Regions from separate parts of the Mus musculus genome. Here region 1 is linked to region 2. The links are chromatin contacts, called in public Hi-C maps. All regions are on one chromosome and are shown on one strand. The core of a region is the stretch at or near the end of the contact, and the rest is flanking DNA. Distances in the headings are between cores, read along the strand shown.

Region 1 (5,385 bases), core at 901-3,400, 320 kb before region 2:
GGACATTCATTGCTTCTTGATTACAAGCCAAAGAGGATGAATGAGTTTCCTCAATAGTCATTTGATTCTTTTCCTGTATAACAAGCCTCGGTATCCTATGCATACCCTGGAGTTGAGGAGGCAGTAGCCCTTCTAGGAGGGTCCCTAGGAATGCAATGAGTATAAGCAGAAACATTCAGGAGAGCAGCACTCTGAAGATAGATGAGGGAAGACATTTGCGAGGACAGTTTTAAAGTGCTAAGCCTGTGTTTGATGAATGGTTGCTAGCCTCGAACAGTTGAGATCCTCTTGACTTTAGGACTACAGCTTGAGGTGGTAGTATTCTTGGCCTTTCCACATGTTCAAACTATCCTGACACTTAACTTTTATATCTGAGGCTAAATTTAATGACTCCATGCTGGAACTTTCATAGTTGTAGATAAAAGTCAATGAAAGAGTGACAGATATAGACTATTGTATTTTCTGGCTTCATGGGCCTGTTCATCTTACATGGGAGTGTGCTATTATATCTAGATTGATCCTATCTTTGTGCATTGGCTGTCGTAGGAGGCTGCTCTGCGGATAGGATAGAATAATTTAAGAGAATGTGTGTGTGTGTGTGTGTGTGTGTGTGTGTGTGTGTGTGTGTGTACATTATATTGGTTAACTCCTAGAAGCACCAGTGTTTGTATTGTAGATGCCTTTGTTTCCCAGGTTATCATGTATTCCGTTGAGAATATGTTGCTATGCAAATGGTGAAGACCCTTTTGCTATATGGTCCTTACATTCTGATCTGTACTTTTCCACTTACTAGCTTTGCCCATGGATACATGATCTATGTCTTTATCTATGATATTGACCTGATAGTGTTCATTGTCCAAGCTCTGGTTGTTGGGAGCCGCCCCCACATTCGCCGTCACAAGATGGCGCTGACATCCTGTGTTCTAAGTGGTAAACAAATAATCTGCGCATGTGCCAAGAGTAATTTTCCACTACATGTACTCTGCCTTTACTCGGCCATGGGCTGCAGCCAATCAGGGAGTGATGCGTCCTAGGCGAAGGATAACTCTCCTAAATAGGGAGGGGGTTTCGCTTTCGTTTTTGGGGGCTTTCGTTTTTGGGCTTGGGGGCTTGCGCTCCTGGCTCCTGAAGATGTAAGCAATAAAGTTTTGCCGCAGAAGATTCTGGTTTGTTGTGTTCTTCCTGGCCGGTCGTGAGAACGCGTTTAAGATCTGGTGAGGATTGAATTGCTTGATACTAAGAGACTGCCTCTGATGCATAGCTATGTTATTTAAAGCAGGGACCCAGGTATTACTGTTTTTCTAACTTTTGACAGTACTCATGCTTCTGTCAGGGCCCCATGTTTTACGGTACCTAGTTAGGTTGCTAGGTTATGTTATTATCTTGCCTCAAGACTGTTGTCTCATTGATAACAGAAATAATTGCCTATCAATCTGCCTAGTTCTGTAAGTAGTATAATTAAGAGGTAGGTATACCAACCCCACTGTCTGTACCAAGTGGGCACTCAATGACTGGAGTACTGGCACTAAGTGGACATGGGTTAGAAGAACAGCTTTCTGGTTTCTTCTTGGTTATCACAGATTCCTTTTGACTTCCTTATTGATACCCTGGTTTTTTGTTTTTTGGTTTTTTCACTCACTTTTTGGAGACATTTTCTCAGAACCCCATCCTTTCATCCTATACCTTGTTCTTCCCCATAGACATTTCATCTAAAACTTCAGCTACTGCTTCTAGATAGATAATTCTAAAGTTACCCTGAGTTCCACATTATCAACCCTTAGATGCCTCCCCCAAAAATCCTTGAACTCAGTTTGCAGTGATGTCGATCCTATACTTCCCATGTGTTCCTCCAAATTGTGCTGCAGGAGCTCCACGCTGCCCCATTATGCCATCTGTGGGTCCCGTTTCCTCCCTCTGTTTCTTTAGGCAATCATTGACTATAACATACATTCAACATGGGCCCATATAGTAGAGTAGATGCTTTTACATGATGACCATTTATAGGGTGTGTTCATTGTGCTAGTTGTTATTACTCTAATATCTGCGTGTCATGGGACCTGCCCTGAGGTTACATGACAGTGACTCCATTCTTGCTTTCTTCTGATCCAACCAAATGTCCCCCCAAACCTTCCTTTTACATTCTCAATACCTGAGGCCTCAGAATTCCCTGCTCAGACTATGTATGCCTCTTCCAGAAATCACCTTTGAGTTTCTGATTTGTGTCTTTCAGAGGGCATGTAGTACGATAGGTGTTTGTGTTCCTGGGTGCAAGAGCTGTACATGAGCAGCTATTTGTGGCGTTTGAGTACTGAGGTGTTTGTATCTGTATCCATGAGACCTCATGAGGGACAGGGTAGATCAAATAGTGGAAAATTGAAAGGCTGAAGCAGAGGATGGAAGGAGTATTGTGAACATATATAAGGATGGCCTTGGGAAGTCAGTTAAGAATATGACTAGTAAGTACACTGTTTCACTGTTACAACACTTCTCTAGGCAAGTAATATTAGTAATATTAGTTATATTACCAAAGGCTAGCTTTGACACCACAGGTAAACTGAGGAAATCTGAGTGTGGAGTCAATGACTGGGGAACTGACTGGTACTAATAGCATATTCTAAGCAATTCCTCTCCTGGGCATATACCCAGAAGATGTTCCAACTGGTAATAAGGACACATGCTCCACTATGTTCATAGCAGCCTTATTAATAATAGCCAGAAGCTGGAAAGAACCCAGATGTCCCTCAACAGAGGAATGGATACAGAAAATGTAGTCTATTTACACAATGGAGTACTACTCAGCAATTAAAAACAATTAATTCATGAAATTCTTAGGCAAATGGATGCATCCGGAGGATGTCATGCTGAGTGAGGTAACCCAATCACAAAAGAACACATGTGATATGCACTCACTGATAAGTGGATATTAGCAAGTTTTTTCTATGCTTAGCTGATGATATTTTGTATATACCAAGAAACAGATCATCAGCTATCTTATGTCTTATTTTTGAAGTCTTTCTCAGCTAAACTGGCTAATCATCTATATTCCCTTTTCTTGTATTCACAGTAGCATTATTTATTTTCGTTCACACCTTTTCTTGGTGCACACTGAAACCTTTGCCACATCCCTAGATCACAAGATCCAGGAACTCAGACCCAACCTAGAATGAATGCTTTCTTTTATCATTTACTTGTTCCAAGCTTATTTTTCTCTTCCAAGTACAATTACATGCTTGAAAGGCATGAAAGGTCACTGTCTAACTTATTCAGCCCTCACTACAAGGGATGGGCCCCAGTTTATTCTTTTTTTTTTTTTCTCCTGGGAATCAAAAATTATTCTTTCATTTTTTCAAATTTTTATTAGATATTTTCTTCATTTACATTTCAAATGCTATCCCGAAAGTCCCCTATACCTTCCCCCCCACCCCCGCCCTGCTCCCCTACCCACCCACTCCTACTTCTTGGCCCTGTCGTTCCCCTGTACTGGGGCATATAAAGTTTGCAAGACCTCTCTTTCCACTGATGGCCGACTAGGCTATCTTCTGCTACATATGCAGCTAGAGACAGGAGCTCTGGGGGTACTGGTTAGTTCATATTGTTGTTCCACCTATAGGGTTGCAGACCCCTTCAGCTCCTTGAGTACTTTCTCTGGCTCCTCCACCGGGGGCCCTGTGTTCCATCCAATAGATGACTGTGAGCATCCACTTCTGTGTTTGCCAGGCACTGGCACAGCCTCACAAGAGACAGTTATATCAGGGTCCTTTCAGCAAAATCTTGCTAGCATATGCAATAGTATCTGTGTTTGGTGGCTGATTATGGGATGGATCCCCGGGTGAGGTAGTCTCTGGATGGTCCATCCTTTCGTCTTAGCTCCAAACTTTGTCTCTGTAACTCCTTCCATGGGTATTTCCCTATTCTAAGGAAGAATGAAGTATCCACACATTGGTCTTCCTTCTTCTTGATTTTATTGTGTTTTGCAAATTTTATCTTGGGTATTCTAAGTTTCTGGGCTAATGTCCACTTATCAGTGAGTGTATATCAAGTGACTTCTTTTGTGATTGGGTTACCTCACCCAGGATGATATCCTCTAGATACATCCATTTGCCCAAGAATTTTATAAATTCATTGTTTTTAATAGCTGAGTAGTACTCCATTGTGTAAATGTACCACATTTTCTGTATCCATTCCTCTGTTGAGGGACATCTGGGTTCTTTCCAGCTTCTGGCATTATAAGTAAGGCTGCTATGAACATAGTGGAGCATATATCTTTATTACCACTTGGAACTTCTTCTGGGTATATACCAGGAGAGGTATTGCTAGATCTTCCGGTAGAACTATGTCCAATTTTCTGAGGAACCACCAGACTGATTTCCAGAGTGATTGTACAAGCTTGCAATCCCACCAGCAATGAAGGAGTGTTCCTCCCTATTTTATTCTTAATTCTAACTTTATTATAACTTAAACCATCTCCTTTAACTTTTTATCAATTACCCTAACTTCCTAAAACTATTTAAATTAAATCAGGAGTTCTATCAAATAATTAATCCATCTAAACAATATTAATTTTTGGAAGTTCATCTTCGTATTGATCTACAGGAAAATTGCCCAGTCGAGAGGGTTGTCCCCCAAAAAGCTCACTTGCTCATTGCAGCTCCTCCTGCATGGTTTCTACCATTACATGATTTTATTTTGTGTATGCTGAGAGTTTGAATGGGTATGTATGTGTACTGGTGTGTGTGTGTGTGTGTGTGTGTGTGTGTGTGTGTGTGTGTGTATTAGAAACAAGAAGAGAGAAAAATGTGAAAGAGTGCCTATATGGAGGCCACAGGTCAACATGGTGATGTCTTCCTTGCTGACTCTCCATCTTCTTGTTTGAGAGCAGGAAGGTTGTCAGCCTGACTAGGCTAAGTGGCCAGTGATCGAGGGTCATCCTGTCTGTGCCTTCTTGTATCAAGCACTAGAGATGCAGATGTGTGCCACTGGACCCCACTTTTTCATGAATATTGGAGCCCTGAATCAGGCTCCTCAAGCTTGCACAGTGCTTTACTAACTCATCTTTCTCGCCCTTAATTACATATTTTAGAGGAAGAAAATAAGGACTTGGACAGATAAGAGCTTGAATGTGACCCTGACTGCTTTTATTCTTTCTGTGGCTGACCAAGGCTCATTTTGTCCCCTCCATTTAAAGGCCAAATAAATGTCACCACATCTGTAAAGATGCTTGCATTTTTTCCCCCAGGATCTATTCTAATTTAGTGACCATGTGTCTGCAGGAGTCTTTCACCTCCCTAGTCTAGGCGTTTTATGTTATATACCTAATATTCTATGTACTGCCTGGGTATATAATAGACTAAATCAGTGTTTATTAATGAAGTTGTCTCTGTTACT
Region 2 (5,760 bases), core at 1,925-4,424:
AAGCAACGAAGTGTCACTTAGAAATTAATATGTAAGTATAATTATTTGGCCAAAGCCAGATGAGACCTCCTCTAAAAATGAGATTACATCGAAGCTCAGAAAAGATCAAAATCTGACTTTCCTAATGAAGCTAAAGCCTCCCAGGAAAGAAATCAATAGTTGAATTCAGTGCTTATCAGTAGCCCAATAAATGTCTGTGTGTGTGTGGGGGGGGGGGGGCGGTGCGGGCAGACAAGATGGTGTCCGTTTGTGAGTGCTAGCCTAGCACTGCTCAGAGAGTACAGACACGAGGTCAGACCCGGCTGAAATGTATTGGTGCCTAGATTCTCACCCACGTGGAACGCTGGAGCCATGTTTTAGAAAGGATTCCGGTTCAGTAGACCATGTGGTTAGAGCTTTTGTTCCGTGCATCCCTTCCTGGGCTGTGTATTCACACTCCTCTTCCCTGTTTAAGAGCAGTATGTTTTTAAACGGCTCCTTTTTGAAGGTTGAGCTGCCAACGGAGGCACTAGGTGTGTTACAAATAGTTACATGCAAAAGGCAGAAAGTGAAAATGGCTATGTTGTTTCTAATCTTAACTACAATGTAAAACAGTCTCAGATGCATCCAACCCAGGGGCTGAGGATGTCAAAGTTCAGAGGCAGTGTACTTTTGCCTAGCATGTGCAAGTTCCATCCCTATACCATAAAAATCAAAAACCTAAACAAAAAGGAGAAAGGGGAAAAGGTGCATCCAACGCTAAGCACGAACTCCGCCTGAGTCTGACCACTTAGAATCACCCAGAAGGAATCAGATGGTGCCTCCGACTGTCACCATGAAAATGAAACCACATACTTCAGTGTGTTTCAATTACAGAAGCTCGGGAACATAGGGTCTCAGAGATATCCCAATGAGGAAATGTCGCTGTGAGGTCACACACTACACAGACATTCTCATCTATGCAGTTTATCCTGCTGGGCCCTGCACCAAGCAGGTGCTCTGTTAAGCGTTTGGAAATTGTTACTTCCTGCCAATACTGAGACCCACAGTCCCACATGGTCAAAGTAACCCCAATAACAAGGAAATATAGCCATTTTCCAAGATCACACTTCTCCAACAGCATGGAATCTGAATCTCAAGGGCCCTCCCAATGCCTTGAGCCACCAAAATCATCTATCCCTAGAACAGACATGTGGCATATAAAAAGATCATTCTTTGTGAGATTAACACAGAAAACTGATCCCTTAAAACATGTTGTTCTCATTAAATTTTAACACCTGGACTGAAAAAAATAAAAGTTCCAAATAAGAGGAAATTAGCTCTGTCAGGTTTGCAGCACTACATGTAAACCTTTCAACTCAGAGCAGTTGGCTGTACTAAAGCAGTCATTATGCCTCATTTATGTCTATTGAACAGTCCTGTTTGAAAGCCTGTCTTATATGTGGAGAATGACTCAAAACATGATTTGTATTTTAGTAGATGACCAGCAGGTGGCAGAACGCACAACCCACCTGCAATAGAGCCACCACCAGTAAAAGAAAATGGTGGGATTCACTAGGAAGGAGTATGCAGATTCAAACGCTGCCTGGCTGAGGAACCTGGCTTCAACTTCAAACCTGTGTCTGCGTCACAAAACAGAAGTTGAGTGAGTACCCATCCACCATGTCAGCAGCATGAGAGATAAAACCCAGCAGTGCTCTACGGCACTGTGGGCACAGTATGGACGAGGGATAAAGGACAGAACGGAAGCTAAAAGATGGCTCAGTGGTCAAGAGCACAAACTGTTGATCCAGAGGACCCTGGTTTGATTCCCCACACCCACAGGGTGGCTCACGACAGTCAGGAACTCCAGTTCCAGGGATTCTAATGCCCTCTTCTGGCCTCTGTAGACACCATGCCCTGCCGGCGGGTGAGGAGGCGGGGAGGAATCACAAGGTGAACAGCTCCTGAGACACAGACACACACAGACACACACAGACACACAGACACACAGACACACACAGACACAGACACACACACACACACACACACACACACACACACACACACACATGCAAAACAAAGAGCAGTGTTCCAGGCATTGCTTCATTTAAAGAGTCCAAATGAGCCTGGTCCCAAGTGACGTCTTCCAGTACTAAATTACAAACCCCTGGACTCCACCCTAGACGCTCAGAACTGCTACAGAAGGACCTGAGAGCCACCCGAGAGGCTGTATCCGATACACATGGAGACAGTTGGCTCATGCATTATCTGTAGACCATCTAGCAATCTATATGTAGTCAGAAGATGGATAAGGCCTGCGTTTGCCTTCTAGGACATACTCAGAGTAAGGAGCAAGTCTGTAGTTCAGCAGGGACAAACCAACCCCTCTGTCTTAGCTAGGGTTTCCATTGCTGTGAAGAGACATCATGACCAAGGGGACTCTTATAAAGAACAGCATTTAATTAGGGCTGGCTTACAGGTTCAGAGATTCAGTCCATTGTCATTGTGGCAGAAACAGGGCAGCACCCAGGCAGCCGCGGTGCATGGAGTTTCACATCTTGTCCCAAAAGCAAACAGGAGAAGATTGTCTCATGAGCAGCTAGTAGGGGGGTCTCAAAGCCCACCCCTACAATATCACTTCCTCCAATTCCCATTCTCTGAGCCCAGCATATTGAAACCACAATATGACATACACAAGAGGCCTCAGGTTTAGCCAAATGACCTGTGGGTAATTTCTCCACTGACACACTTACAATAATAATAATAAACCCTTGCTATCCCCACTTCCCTCTCCTTCGGCCCTGCCACCTACTATACCAAGGGATTTGTTCACTTTGCAGCCGCAGTCCCATTTCCACGGTCATTTCTCTCTGATCCCCCTGCTCACAGTGCCCCATCCCCCCCAACCTCAGCTCTCCTGCCCAGCTGTCATCGGTGGACATCTGTCTGTCATCACCACAGTCTCTGCCACCACTTCCTTCTCCGAGCAGTGGGTGTTCAGTCTGCTCTCTAAGTTTCCAGTTAGTTACCTTGCAAGGAAAAGGATAGAGCTAGCTGTGCTGGCGACTGGAGGGCAGCCATAGCTCCCTGCAACAGAAGTGGGAGTCTTGACTTGATTCTCCCTCCTCCCCTGAGGAGAGTACTGGGCCCACTCTACCCTCTCCGCTTTTGCTCTCCTCTGCTGGCTCTCATAATGCAGTTCACCCCTCAGCCCTGACCCTGTCGAACCTTTCACTGCCAACACCCATATTACAAATCCCACTCCATGATGGAGGCTAGTCTCTCCTATTGTCTCCTAAAAGCATAACTTCCGGTCCCCCCAAGTGACTACTCTCCCAGTTCTCAGAAAGCAAGCACAGAGAAGTTCCTGACTTTGCCTGGTTTTTGAGATTCCAGCATCAGCCCTTTTCCTGATTCCAATGATGAGCAAAACTTAACTCTGTGAATTCATAATAAAAATTCATTGGATAATGTGAGAAGGAAGGTTTTAGCATTTTCCTTTCGCCTTTTAGAAATATACTGAGACAACACAGAATGGCAGACACCACAGATATTTAAACCAGGCGGAGCTAGACCTTGATTTCCACATAAAGATTCACTGAAGCACGGCAATAGTGCCACCTTGTGGGACAGCCATGACTACACCAAAACTCAAGAGGCGATCCATATCCAGAAAAATCACTGTCATTTTTAGATGCATCTTTTTGAGAATTTGTAGACCACAATCAACCAAAGGACAGGTAACAGGCTATTAGTACCGGATCTCCAAGGAGTAAAGGCACTGGTAGTTAATACCACCCTGTTAATGGCTCAAGGTGAATGGATAAAGAGACCGAAGCACGGAAGCCTTCAGATACCATTTAACTGACCGTGACCCTGAAACCAAGAAGTAATATTTAAACATTTAGTCTTATATCCAGATAGCATTTGGAGGCATGATTATTATCATGAGAAATTAAAACAAATTAGTATATAACCTTTAAGAAAACAGTAAAGCCAGGCAGTGGTGACGCACGCCTTTGATCCCAGCCCTTGAGAGGCAGAGGCAGGCGGATTTCTGAGTTCGAGGCCAGCCTGGTCTACAGAGTGAGTTTCAGGACATCCAGGGCTACACAGAGAAACCTTGTCTCGAAAAATCAAGAAAAAAAAATTTTTAAAGAAAGAAAACAGTAAAACCCTCTGTTAAAACATAAAACAAAGTAAGCTAAGGACATAACATGGTTGGTAGAATTCTGTGCAGCATGCACAAGTCCCTGGGTTCAGTCCCCAGTACCCCGTAAACAGGACCAAAAACTGGGCATGGTGGTACATGCCTGTGATCCCAACACTCTGCAGGCAGACACAGATCAGAGCCTACCAGTGACTACTTGACGGGCTTGCTGCAGCCCGTGACACATAAGACACTGTCTCAAAACTCAACCAGATGACCACCTTTTAAAAAATGACATAGGTAACTTAGAAATAGGCCTGTCAATCTATCCTGAGAGAAAGAAATAACTGAATGGTAACTGTAGCACCCAAGGAACTCCTTAATATCAGCACTGTAGAAACACATAGGCAGCGCTAAACATGGGGCGGGGCAGGCAGGCAGATAACACGGATGTTTTAGTAGGCTGCTCTGAACATTTTCTAAATACACTACAGCGTATAAAGCAAGAGAGCAAGGAGCTGTTTCCTTTCCACGAGTTTTGGAGAAAAGCTTTTGCCTCCAGACAATCATGAGCCTTTCTCTGGAAGCCCCGGCACTCATGCTGCGAGAGACAGAGGCCAAAGGTCCCCAGTGGCCCCCACTTTCGCTACCAATGGATGCGCACTGCGTGTTGTCTTCTCCATGGGCTTCTCTAGCCAAATCCCTCGCTCCATTTAAGCAGCTTGGTTCAAATTGTAAAACTTAAAAGTTTCACTTACCAGATGCCTAGATAAATCTCATCTGGAGGCCTTTAGAACAAAGCCACCGTGAGTGACATCCAGCCTGGCTGAGTCTTGAGGGTGATGTGAATCCTCCGGACAGGCGATGCACGCCCGAGACTGCACAGAAGAGACTGGGCCGCTGTCCTCAGATGTGGGTAGTAGCCTAGCGCTGTAAGCCAGGAGCCCTCTCCTTGCTATGATCCAAGGTCTTTCTTCCTACCAGGCTTCAGATCTGGCTCTGAAGTTAGCACGCGTGCGCGCGCACACACACACACACACACACACACACCTTGATACACAGTTCAAGCACATCCGTGAGTCATGCTTCCACTTCCTCTCAGGGTTCCCAGTGGTCCTCGGTGGCACAGAGTTCATTCATTCACAACAGTGCGCGCTCAGTCACACGGAATACTCACACACTAAACTCCAGCCCTTAGCACTTTAAAAGTATTTCCTTTCAACCTCCTGTAAAACCACCGCCTCACTTTCATTAGCAGATGAGAACTTCATCCCAGCAGACGGGCTCCCCAGGCACAATTCACACACATTATACTTCATAGGGCCTTTTCAATATTTACTTGCTGGTAGTGTTCTTCCTTTCAGGTCACAGATTATAGTGTTTAGCAACACGAAGAAGGAGGGGGTAGAGTTATGAATTAGTAAACTGCCGGGGCTTCCACTTGTCAATTCATTCCCACCTCGGAGGGGATTTGGACCCAGAGCTTCAACTCTCGGGAATTACCTTCAGGAAATGACTGAATCAAAAAGGGAATTGGCCAATTTTCTCCCAAAACAGGGAGTTATGGGGAAACTCCTCAGCTGTAGGCAAAGAGAGAGAAGTCTCTTCCTATGCAAATAAGTTTTGTTTCCCTCAGAGCGAGTTTGGTA

The links. A called contact is a pair of places that touch in the nucleus more often than the background predicts.
Region 1: a contact with region 2 is called in a Hi-C map of the N1E-115 cell line, with 7 times the contacts expected there. The contact joins two enhancer-like sites. A contact is called at or near these places in 2 of 484 Hi-C or Micro-C datasets (the N1E-115 cell line and embryonic stem cells).

The regions. Positions count from the first base shown.
Region 1 is chr10:18,712,321-18,717,705 of GRCm38.p6, reverse strand. All of the region lies in intron 2 of Arfgef3 (ARFGEF family member 3), which reads left to right. Among named protein-coding and RNA genes, the nearest start is that of Gm32926, 28 kb to the left of the region's middle. Within about 2 kb of position 2,150, at least 1 of the 459 cell types and tissues checked has an H3K27ac peak or open chromatin away from gene starts, as enhancers often do. A contact at or near this core is called in the N1E-115 cell line, where this site is marked.
Region 2 is chr10:18,389,620-18,395,379 of GRCm38.p6, reverse strand. It overlaps a transcript of Nhsl1 not described here. Among named protein-coding and RNA genes, the nearest start is that of Nhsl1, 15 kb to the left of the region's middle. Within about 2 kb of position 3,174, at least 13 of the 459 cell types and tissues checked have an H3K27ac peak or open chromatin away from gene starts, as enhancers often do. A contact at or near this core is called in the N1E-115 cell line, where this site is marked.